2 separate regions of the Zea mays genome follow, and region 2 is linked to region 1. Evidence: chromatin contacts called from public Hi-C data. All regions are on one chromosome and are shown on one strand. The core of a region is the stretch at or near the end of the contact, and the rest is flanking DNA. Distances in the headings are between cores, read along the strand shown.

What was found. A called contact is a pair of places that touch in the nucleus more often than the background predicts.
Region 2: a contact with region 1 is called in a Hi-C map of leaf, with 6 times the contacts expected there. The contact joins the promoter of LOC103638977 here to the enhancer-like site in region 1. A contact is called at or near these places in 2 of 25 Hi-C or Micro-C datasets (ear and leaf).

Annotation. Positions count from the first base shown.
Region 1 is chr9:123,692,357-123,698,515 of Zm-B73-REFERENCE-NAM-5.0, reverse strand. No RefSeq gene overlaps it. Among protein-coding and RNA genes, the nearest start is that of LOC103638974, 16 kb to the left of the region's middle. Within about 2 kb of position 3,670, at least 17 of the 20 cell types and tissues checked have an H3K27ac peak or open chromatin away from gene starts, as enhancers often do. A contact at or near this core is called in ear and leaf, where this site is marked.
Region 2 is chr9:123,857,508-123,863,666 of Zm-B73-REFERENCE-NAM-5.0, reverse strand. It overlaps LOC103638977, which reads left to right and starts at 3,707. Exons shown (of 14, transcript XM_008661761.2): 1 at 3,707-4,463; 2 at 4,837-4,923; 3 at 5,112-5,212; 4 at 5,316-5,366; 5 at 5,644-5,821; 6 at 5,903-6,159. The coding sequence starts at 4,059.

The DNA of each region.
Region 1 (6,159 bases), core at 2,421-4,920:
TTAGTCAAATCAAAAAATATTATGCGGAGATAATCAATAAAAAATATTGAGATCTTTTTGGTGGATAGTTTACGTGGATATTGTTGTGAGCCGTCGCAACGGACAGGCAACCGACTAGTATATATATATGGGTTCCATTGATATATGATTTGTTCAAGGGAACATATGTAGGAATTACTTTTATGGAGTACTAATCTAAAGTCTTAAAAGACGCTCAGGTTTGGGGCTTCCTCCGCGTTCCTGCATATAACCTCCTATCGCTTGTTAACACGCGTCCGGACGGACCCAAAACTTACATCCAATTCAGCTGAGCAGCGACCTATGCATTGTCCTCTATCCCGCAACTCCCTCCACACCCTCGTCCTCTTCCCCTTCCAGCCATCGTCATCCCCGCGCTGGCACTCCCATCCAGCGCCCCCCGCCCCACGTTCGGTGGCTCCTTCGGCTAGCGTGGTTGTCGACGTGTGTCCGACTTCGAACATGAATTTGTTATCTAACTCAACTTTGAGCACTGCCACCACACTCCCCTCCTACTCCCTAGCAGCACGCCCACCGACACTTACAGGTTCTCCTCCTTTCTCACGCCTCTCTCTGCTCCTCCCTCGCGTGCTCATAATGGAGGATGCGGCGGTGACCAAGACGACGCGGAGACTGGGGAGGACGCAGCCGCGGCGAGGGTGAGACCTGAGGCGACAGGAAGCACCCCAATCTCCTCGCCCCCATGGACCTGAGCCACCGGGGATCGTTAAGGAGGACGGCCATGACACCTATGTGTGTGCCTTGACCCTCGTTTGGATGTCTCTCATCTCGTGGATCTAGGGTTCTTTGGTGATTTTGTCTTGGGATAGGGCTTAGGAGTTGTGTTCCCTGGTGGATCACGCTCGAGATCACTTTAGGGTTTTAAGCTTCTCTTGTGTTTACGACAACATCGTTCTTTTACTAGATTTAGGTCATCGTAAACACAAGAGAAGCTTAAAACCCTAAAGATAGGGTAGCCTAAGGATGTAGGCTAGCCTATTCCTGAGTTGGTCCTAAGGATAGGTTTCATTACTTTGTGGCATTTTATTCATCTTCTAGCTTATATTGTTTAGTTATTACAATGAGAATTATATTCACTTGGAAACACTTGTTTCAGCTAGCTATTTACTTGCAGCTAATATGGAGTTCCATTTAGTTGACTAACTCGCATATAGTTATCCAAATGGTTAAAATGTAGTGATGTGTTATTTTGCTTTTCGGTGTGTCTCAATTTCTGTAGGAGATGTTTGTCGATCTATGGGCCAAAGGCTTCCATTTGCTGCCACTAAACTTCAAGTTGTTGACCATAATGACCTAAAAAATAATCAAGTAAATTACTTTTATACTATTTGAGTTAGCTGATGCTCTATCTATCTATCAACATTGCTGAACTAATTCTAGATTTTAGGAATGCTTTTATTTCTCTTGAATCTGGTTCCTCAATTCAAGTTTTGTTTTTATTGAAGCATACATTTACATAAAATTAGAATGACAATTCCATACCCAAATCATGAGATGTTTGCAGCAATCGTTCAGTTCATAATTATTAATATTATTTGATCATATTTCAGAGCCAAAACTACAGTTTCTTTATCAAAGTGGTCTTTGCAAGAAGAATGTTGCACCACCTATGAGTGAGCTTTTACTGAGCCAAAAATGAGGCATCGAGGATCAGTTCCTACCCCAGGTATTAACATGTGACCTTTTCTACTCCCTATTATGTAACAAATGCGATGATCTGATCTCTTTGCTTGACTTGAAGAAAATGGAAACCATGAAAGTACAGACATCACAAAAACGTCTACTGGTGTTGATGCTATCAATCATGTAAGTTTCATTCTTCAAAGCCATTGGAATGTCCGATAGTGAAAAATTCCTTAGAGGGGATCAAGATAAAATGCACCTAACAAATAACAAGTAGGCATATAGGGTGAGACTGATCAATATAGTGGTTTTGTATTTCCCAAAGCTTTGGCTGCATTGGCACAATGGGAGGTTAAAAAACACGTCGTTTAATTATTACACTCTACATGTTATATGTACAGAGATAAAAGAGATGCACGCATATGTATACGTCAACTTGATAAGTTCTTGCATCTCAAGAAATTTAGGTTTTTTCCTCCTCTCGGACTGAATCTTCAGATGGCAGTATTGTTCCGACTGCATCCATAGCTTCATCTAGTAATGAAAATAGTGTTCATACAAAAGTTTCTTCGGGTTTCCACTTTCACACATATAGTAGAGGTTGTCGTACAATTACCAAACATAAGAATGCAACCATAAAAAATAATAACATAACAAATAGGCACTGCATGATTTAATGAGAGATCCAAACAGTCTCAAAGCTAGCAAAAAAAGTTGGATGTTACTATTATAACTAGCCTCGCTATGTGTCCGATCTGATCACTGCTTTGTTGCTCTATTTGTCTCGCACTCAAGCTTTTAAGTAGTATTATCAAATCCTTAGCACTCATGTTTTTCCCTTTGTGCTGGATAGGGGGCGCCCTTTGATCTAGTCTGATTCAAAACCAACTGTCCTTGTCGTTGATATATAGAACTTGTTTACGGGAAAAAAAATCAACTACTCTACTTTGCACTAGCTCTATTATTTCACCCAATGCAAGCCCCTACATAACTATAGTACTAGCTTTGTTTTGTACACTAGTAGAGCACAACAATAAACAAGCTACTACGGGCACTAGCTATACTCGAGAATAGTAGGCCTGGTTTTCGCGGAGCGGCTACCGACGAAAACAAGCTCTACTTTCGATGTTGGAATTTCTACGAAAGCATACAACCGGAAGTAAAAGTAAACCTATTTAGCCGGTGTTTGAATACACTAGAACTAATAATTAGTTGACTAAAAATTATTAGTAGAATTAACTAGCTAACTAAGTATTAACTAATTTATCAAAAATAGCAAATAATTGAACTATTAGTTAAGATGTTTGGATGTCTCAACTAATTTTAACCACTAACTATTAACTCTAGTTTATTCAAATACTCTCTAAATCATCGAAAAGAAAATTATTTTTTGTTAGGATACGTTTATTTTTGGTGGCTTTTGACCGGCGAGAATCAATCTATGAATTTTCTGCCGCGAGCTTCTAATCTAACCTCGTACACACACGCGTTACAGCGCGCACAGCCGCAACGGACATATATGGAGCTCGAGGCTGGAAGCCCCAAACTGCGCGTGCGGCTCAATGTGATCCCTCGCTCCAGCCGCAACCGCAATGAACTGGTTTTGCCTCGTGGAATGGCATTTCCATTTGGGATCGGTGAACAGTAGTAGCCTGACTTTGACGGCGGGCAGTCGGGTAACGTGTCCCTCCCAGTAAAAACTGTCAGTTGCTGCAACTGCAGTGCATGTGCATGCACCCGTCCGAACGAATCGAAGCGGTGCACGTGCGGATGCAAGGCGCTGGCATAGGATGCGGGTCGCAGCGCATGTGTTTCAGCGCGCCACCACGGCTGCAGCTACGGCGCATGGGTTTCAGCGCTCGAATCCCGCGGGCAGCTGGCCTGGCGCCAGCTTTTACTACTTGCCGGCCGCGTTGGCTGGCGTTCGTGCCGCCATCTTTATAGTCCGGTTCAGACCTCAGACTGGATGATTGATGAGACTCTTGCAACATGCGAGGACCACGCCGACGCCGACGCCGATACCGATGGGACCAGCTCCATGCTCGCGCTGTTCTTCTCTCGTCCTGTGTCCTGTCCCGTATGGGTATGGCCGTCGCGTACCATGCTTTGTTTGCTTGTGCCCTGCCCTGTTTCCCCGACCTCCCCATCTTGTTCGAACGGCCGGCGAGAACATTGACGCTATACCTCTGAGTGACACAATCCCTGTTCAGATAAATCCCTGTCCCGGAAGTTAGCTAGGGCGACAGAGAAGGTGCCTATATGTATTTCGCACGCTGGGCTACTAAATATTGGGCCCAAACCACCTCGCGAATTCCAACGGATTCAAAAACTTCCACGCGGGCTTTCACCACACAACTGCTTGTTCGGTTCTACCCCAATCCATATAAATTAAGGGGAATTGAAGGGTTTTCAATCCCTAGTAAGTCAAAATCTCTCCTAATCCGTATCAATCCCCTCTAATCCATATGGATTAAAAATAACCGAATAAGTCCTAATGGGTTCTAAATTTTACTAGATGTATGTCCGTGCGTTTCTACAGAGTCACCATGTAATAGTAAGATACATTGAGATGCAGAAGCACTATGATAAAATACAGTGATATGCAAAACATTAATTCTTATTCTATATTTTTGTTAGCAACACTAAAAGTGAATGTTTACATACCTCAAAAAAACATAAGATACTATCCATGTTTGGTACAGAATCAATATGATAAAAATACATTGATATATAAAAACACTAATTGTTATTCTACACTTCTGTTGGCATCACTAAGAGTGGATGTTTACATGCCTAACTATATAGTGATGCCAACAGAAGTGTAGAATAACAATTAGTGTTTTGTATATCAATGTTTTTTATCATATTGATTCCATAATAATGCACCGGCATATACCTAGTAGATGGAATAATCTCTAATACTATTAAGAACATAGTGTAGACGTCCACACTGATATGGTGCACGGTTCTGCCTCCCACTCCCACCCGCACCGCCATCCGCGTCGCGATCTCCTACCAACAATGGCCGCCATCAACGGAATCTATACTACCAACAACGGCGCCATGCACGGTTCTGCCGAGAATCATTTAGCTTCCTGATTTGTTTCCTGAAACACGGCTGTTGTCCGTGCTGCCGCAGATTTGTGCCGAGGATCGCCCCACCATCAATCACGGAAGGTGGCCGATGATCTCCGCCCCAGCCTCCTCCCATGCCGTCAATGGAAGGTGGCCTCGGATCCGCCCCATCAGCGGCGAGGGAGGTACCGGTGCCAGTGGTGGCGGAGGGCGACGCTGAAGAGGCCGATGGTGCGGAGGAGGAGGAGAGGGACCTGCGGGAGGCGTTCGACGTGTTCGACGGCAACAGGGACGGGCTCATCTCCGCCGAGGAGCTCGGCACCGTGCTGCGCTCGCTCGCCTGCACCGGCAGGGCCGCCGCCGATTGCCACGACATGATACGCCTCGTTACAAGGGCCCATTCTTTGGTGGAATCCGTCTGTCTCTCTCTTCTCCATCCGTGACACGTCCAGCAGCTCTATCGAGGTCGAGGACTAGCCGCCGCCGCCGCACCTGCACGCACGCCAAGGGATGGGAGAGCGAGAGAGGGATCCGAGGAGGTCAAAGATGATCTACCGCAAGTGGTCACTGCTCTCATCGACGGTCGTCATCTGGTGCGGCGTCGCCACCGCCGGCCTGGCCGGTATCTTCCTCTTGGGCGGCAAGGTACTGCCCTCAGTCCCCATTCCTGGATCACGCGCTCGCCCGATCCCGTCCGTGCACGGTGCTTGTTTCGGCTGCTCCATCGGTTTGATGCTGTATGACGCATGGATCTGGTTAATGCATTCGTGTGGGATGTGGTTGATGTCACATTCGAACATGGATACCTGATTGTACCTATCTGCGAAGAAATCACGAACTGCATACTAGATTAGGCATCTTAAATGCAGATGGTTAAATCACTATAATCTATTGATTCCCTGTGTTGTTGTTGTCTTCATTCTCAATGGAAAGGGTTTGGTTTGCCCCTTTTTTGTAATAGCACAACAGCTGACCAGCATGTTCTCAAATGCAGTGTTCGTCAATTTGCGTAGGACGACCATGGATACATTTAGAAATCATGAACTGCATAATAGATTAGGCATCCTGAATTACCATTCTAACTGGTCCTTGTTATCGATCTGCACATAGTTTGCTGAAGAAATTTGATGTTATTCCTATTCAACGGACTGGGGGTTGTGATAGCTAGCTGATAGTCGGGATAAAGCTGACTTTGGATTTAAATAACCGATTTTAGAGTGTTCCCCTACAAATATCATTTGGTAGATCTGTTAATGCATCATGCACGAGATCTTGTTCTGACGTGTTGTCTCACATGCATGTTGGCAGGAGAAATTCAGTCAGTAGAGAGGCTTAGGCAGCAGGACAGAGCCACGATCGGCATGCAAAACTAGAGAGGAAGCATATGTAAGCATGTTCGATATATACAGATCAGAAAAGCTT
Region 2 (6,159 bases), core at 2,458-4,957, 170 kb before region 1:
GCACCTGAGAAAAGATCAACTAGGCAAACTAGTTAGTTCATAAGTTTGTGATGGTCGTCAAACACCAAAATCGATTATAGGAAATGGTTGAGGCCATTTCCCTTTCACGTAGGGAGGAGGGTTAGCAACGGAGGACGGGAGGCACTCGGGGCCTGGCACAGCCACAAGGAGATGGTCCTGGTCTAGGGGTTGTAGAATGAATGCTACGCCTAGCCACCACCCCGCCTGAAGGGACCACCTCGTGTGGAGCCACCACTCCCGTGCCCGCCCTTGTGGGAACGACAGCCTCCATCGGCGGTGGAAGAAGGACGAGGGGCTGTAGGGACGATGGGTGGAGGGCGGGTAGGGGTCCCGATCGATGGAGGGCGAGGGGCCTGCCTCCCCCCGAAGGCGCCTGACTGCCCGAAGGAGCGTTGTAGAGGACCAGGGCCGAAGCGGGGTTCCTCATCTCTATGGTGAGCTCCTCGAGGAGAAGCTCATTGCACATGATGTGGAAGGTGGAAAATGGCACGATCCGCTTGATGAGAGCCTTTAGATGGTCGTAGGGAGGGCTGAGACCACGCAGAAGGTTCCACACCAAGGTAAGGTCGACGATAGGCTCGCCAAGGTCGTGGAGAGAGTCCGCCATGCCCTTCATCTGGCGACAGTACTTTCCCCCAAGTGGAGTGCCCGAGCCTCCAGGTTCCCGAGGAACTGGCCCTCGAGAGTGAGCCACACCTGGCGCGCGATGTCCGCCTGGTCACGGATGATGTTTTGTAGCTCAATGGTGATGATGCCGTTGAGCCACGAGAGGACCACACTATCCATCTGTATCCATAAGGGTGATAGTATGGTGGCAGGGGCGTCGAGGACGTGATCGGCGAGGGCATACCGCTGGAGCGTAAGGATCACCTGAGCACGCCACCGAGGGTAGTGGGAGGATGCCAGGTCAAGCACAACGAGCACGATGGATCGAGTTGTAGACCCCGACGACCATAATGTGGAGGGTGACAATGGTGTCGGCGTCAAGTCTGGAGGCGTGGGGAGCCTTAGGGGCCACCGATGGGGGTGGGGTAGGGCTGAGACCGAGGAGGAGGCGCTACGCCGTGGCCATCTGAGTGGTCAAGGCGGTGCCCATGGCGCACTCGCGCTCAAGGGCGAGAGTCGGCAGCACGCTCGTGCTCCTGGGAGGCAGCAATGGCCGCTTGGATGGTGGCGATGGCCTCGATCAACGCGGATGAAGTGGGCGGGTGAACCGATGATGACATGATGTCAGTCCATGTGGAGGCGGTGAGGGCGGGGAATCCCGGCGGGGAGCGTCGGGTGCGTAGTAGGGCAGTCCGGGGCGCGTTGGGAAGGGCTCAAGGCCGGTGATGTAGGGGTAGGGTTGGATATCGAGCCAGCTCGGCTCGTTTGAGTACGAGCTGGCTCGGCTCGTTAAGCTAACAAGCCACAGAGTCAGTTCGGCTCGTTTAGCTCGCGAGCCAGACCAAAAACAAACAATATGTATATAATGATCATTTTCTAGTTAATTCCAAACTAATTTAACAATAGAAAATAATAATTATACTCATTGTTTCACAGACCCCTCTAGCGTATGGGTCACTATAGAGGCTTCGATGCTGAGGTCTCTGCGGCTGAGGTTGACTGATCCTACTGGTCAGCGGGTATATGTATCCGACGTCGTGCTTGATAGAGACCTTCTGTACTGCTCCCATTGTCTGGACAACTGTTATCCTAAAACGCTAAACGACAAACAATCGGTCATCCTCTGTTTAGCGTTTAATCGGACTACACGGGCGTTTAAACGGACTAAAAAACGAATTATAGGATTAAACGACATAAACAACCTAAACAGTTAGCTATTGAGTAGCATTTAAACGACGTTTAAACGGTCTAAACGATCGTTTAGGATAACTGTGGTCTGGACACGGCTCGGTGATGATCTGTCTCACCGTGCCGTCGTGGCTTTAATAGTGCTAGGTCGACTCTTCCCCCTATGTAGAGGTTTTCGTCCGAGAGTCGGCTGTCGTCTTGCTGGGCTGCTCAGTAGACAGGTTGATCGGTAGGCCCGCCTTACCGGGTTGCTCGGCAGGCAGGTTGATTAACAACCCCGCCTCGACGAGTGGGTTGGTCGGCAAACCCGCCTCGCTGGGTTGCTCGACAGTGTTGCTCGGTGAGCGGGTTGGTCGTCCGTCCGCCCCACCGGGTTGTTCGGTGGGTAGGTTGGTTGGCAGATCCGCCCCGCCGAGTTGCTCGGTAGGTGGGTCGGTCGATTAATGGGTCGTCTTTGGGAGACCTTTTAGGCCTTTTTCGGGCACCCGGTTTTTAAAAAACGCGTTGTTATATTTCACGTTGATCAATTTTTATTGAATTTGACTAAAGTTTTAGAAAATACAAGTAATATTTATATATCTAAATAAGTTTATTATAAATATATTTCACAATTTATCAAATAATACTAATTATGCATTATAAATAAATATTATATATATATATTTATTAAAATTGAATATATGTTTTCCAGGAAAAAACAAGAATGACACTCTGTATTGGCCCTGTTTGGCACAACTTATTTTCAGCTTCTTCACAAATTTAAGCAGAAGTTCTACCAAACAGCTAGCTTCTGCAGCAGCTTATCAGTTCAGCTGCTTCTTAGAATACACTAAAAGCAGCCAACAAGCAGAAGCTGCTTTTCACCAGCTTATCAGATAAGCTGCTTTTTCAACAAGCGGCAGCTGTGCTAAACAGGGCCATTGTCTAGGGACTTAGGGAGAGAGTATGGCTTATTTAACAATAATATATATTTTTTAAAACTATATTTTTCAACTGTCATTGACAATGATATAGTTTGAATACAATGTTATAAATTAAGTTATGCTATAATTTTTTGGGTAGAAAGTGAAATTTTCAATACTCTAAAAATATCATAGTATCTAGAATACCATAGTTTTGAAATATAGTTTTAGGAAACCAATCAAACACCTCAATAAAATACTCTAGTATTTTTTTAGAGCATCTCCAACAACGCGATCTATAAAAACACCCTATAATTTAAAAATAAATAAATTTATATGATCTAAGATATTAACAAAATATTCTGCTCTAACAGTAAAGCCCTAAATCTAGATTATAGGGCAGTCCACTACGGTATAATATATTTGAGGTATTTGAGAGGATGTCATATATGTTTTTGACAAAATTTTACTAAATTAGACACTGTTAGAATAGTTTTTCCTATATATAGCCCTCTTGACGATGGAGAGGTCGATAGGCTCACATCTAACGCCAGACACTGACTGCGCTGGATGTGAGCCTATCGACCTCTCCATCGTCGCATTGTCTGGCGCGCGCCAAGCGCAGGGTCACCGTCACCGTGTGGTTGCGTTGAGGAGGTGAGGTGAGAAGAATTAAGGGGTACATGGACGTTAGGCTATGACGAGTGGGCCCAGTTGAACATATAACGGTAGCAATAACGGCGATGGCATTGAAGGAACCCAAAATCTAAATTGATGGCATATAAGGATTCGGTATAGATTTTAATGGCGCTCAGGGAATTTTCTCTAGTAGTTTCCGTCTCCGGCACAAAGAAACTACCCCAATGGCGCCGTCTGTGTTCGTGTAGCACAAAGAAAGATACGGCGTGGCGTACGTATCCATGTCCGACATGATATATCCTACAGTCTACAGATACTCTCTAGCTACGGGGAAATATCGTTTGAGCTCCGCTCGGTATTCTAGCTCGGGCTCGGTCGCCTCGCCACAGAGATCCATTCATCCGTGTGCCACCTTCTTCGGCGCAGCGGCGGTTGCTTTGCCCGATCTCAACCCGCGTCCTCGTCAGTCCTCAGTTCCTCACTTCTCCCCTCCTCGGCACGGGCCACCTCGCCACTCCCGAGTCCGGGCCCGCCGCGCCACCTGACCGACTCGACCGCGGCTCGCATCGGGACGCGTCCGACTCCCATGTAACAGCAGCTGGTCAGCAACAACGAGCAGCTCCTCACCCTCACTGGCAGGACCCGACCGACTCGCCCTTTGCCGCTCCGCTCCGATCGCCGCCGCCGCGGGGTTGCATTCCAATGTGGCGGCGCGGGGCGCACGCCGACGCCGCGCACCATCTCCCCACCGCGGGCCCGGGAGCGTCCTCCTCCTCCACCGCCGCCGCCTCCGCGGGCGCGGCCGCAGCGCGGAGACGGCGGCGCCCAGGGCTGCCCTGCCGCCCGAGCCACCTCTTCTTCGCGCTCCTCGTGGCACTCTTCACCGCCTCCCTGCTAGTGGTCTGGCAGCTGCTCCCCATCGGCGACGGCGACGCAGCGGAGGGGGACGGGGAGGCGCCGCCGCGCCTTCAAGGAGGCGAAGCCGGACCGATGCGGTTCTCGTCCTCCAGCCTGGCGCTGCGCGCGTTCGACGGCGAGAGCCGGCTCGAGGCCGCGAGATCCGGGCGGCGGCTGTGGGCCAGCCTCGCGCCCGTCAGAGTAGCGCTCGTGAGTGCTCCACTACCATTTTCGCGGCAGCACCTGTGAATTTTGGTAACGTTGAAAGATGCCTAGTTTTTTTAATGGTGTAATAGAGCTCTCCTGGGATTTAGTAATGTAATGCGGCGCGCTGGTCAGAGTTTAGTATTCGATGGAGGAACAGACATGCTTACCTAGATATATGCATGTCATGTATATCAGAATTTAGTATTCGATGGAGAAACAGACATGCTTACCTAGATATATGCATGCCATGTATATTGTATTGTTTGCGTGTTTTGCTGTTTCTTTATTAGTCAGGTCTACCGCCGCATATTCATTCAATTTTTATAATGCTAAAATGCATGTCATAGAGAGTTGCCTTTGGCTCCGGTTGTTTCAGGCTGTTGGAAATATGAACATAGATGCACAATCTCTGATGCTTGCAACTGTTGCGAAAAGTCTTGTGAGTCTGGGCTACGAGGTTGAGGTGAGTTTACACGCAACACTATTTTCCACAGGTTGCAAAATGCCTACTAGTTTGGTGGGTTTGCCATTCGGTTGTGATATTGTACCCTTGAGCTTGTGAAACTTGTTTTCATTGGTGACCATTCTTGATTTTTTCGATGTTGACAATACTTTATACCCCATGCCACTCATGGTGTTGCCATGGATCAGGTTTTAGCATTTACAGATGGGAAAGCTCGTGATATTTGGGAAAATATTTGTCTTGTAAATGTTGTGAACACTGGGGCTTTGAAATCTGTTGACTGGTCACAGTGAGTTGCTAATACTTTAAAATTCGAATATTTTCACTGCTATTCTTATTCCATGTCTTATTCATCTATTACCCTTCTTTTTTCTCTGTTCCTAATTTTGTAGGTACAATGCTGTGCTAGTAAGCTCTCTCGAAGGGAAAGGGGTTGTTTCAATGTGAGAATTCTTCTATAACATGTCTTATGCTCCAGGGTTGGCATGTAATAAAACACAATTTGCTAATGAAAAAACGGCTTAGATGTTTGCATTCCATTGTGTGTGTGTGGGGGGGGGGGGGGGGAGAACAGCTGATGTACTCATTGTTTTGTGAATTTATTTATTCCATTATATGACCTTTCATTTTGTTCATGTAAAATTCGTTTCTTGGAATTCATTTCCATTTTTTCTGTAGCAGTTCTTTGTTTGGCACTTAGCACATTCATATTGTTTTCAGTCTTATGCAGGAACCTTTTCGGCTTCTACCAGTGATTTGGCTTATACATGAAGACACTCTTGGACAATATCTTAGAAGTTATGCAAAGTTACATGATTCTATTCAAAATGTCATTGAAGATTGGAGGACTCATTTTAATGCATGCGCTTATGTTGTTTTTCCAGATAGCTACCATCCTGTATGTACCACCATCAACTCAATACTGTATAATAATTTATGAAATGCAATTTATGTCTGACATAAAGCTATTTGATTTCAGTTGTTGTACTCGCCTCTTGATTCTGGTAACTTTTTAGTGATTTCTGGTTCTCCAGTTGATATCTGGTCTGCTAAAAGATTTGGCTCATCACATTCTGACGAAACTACAAGAAAGCAGCATGGGATTGAAAAAGATGATGTTGTTATTTTGGTTGTTGGAAGCTACTTATTTTTTGATGATTTACCATGGGATTATGTCACAGTCATGCGTGCATCAGCTACACAAATTTTGGATATAGCAAAAACTAAAAATCTGAG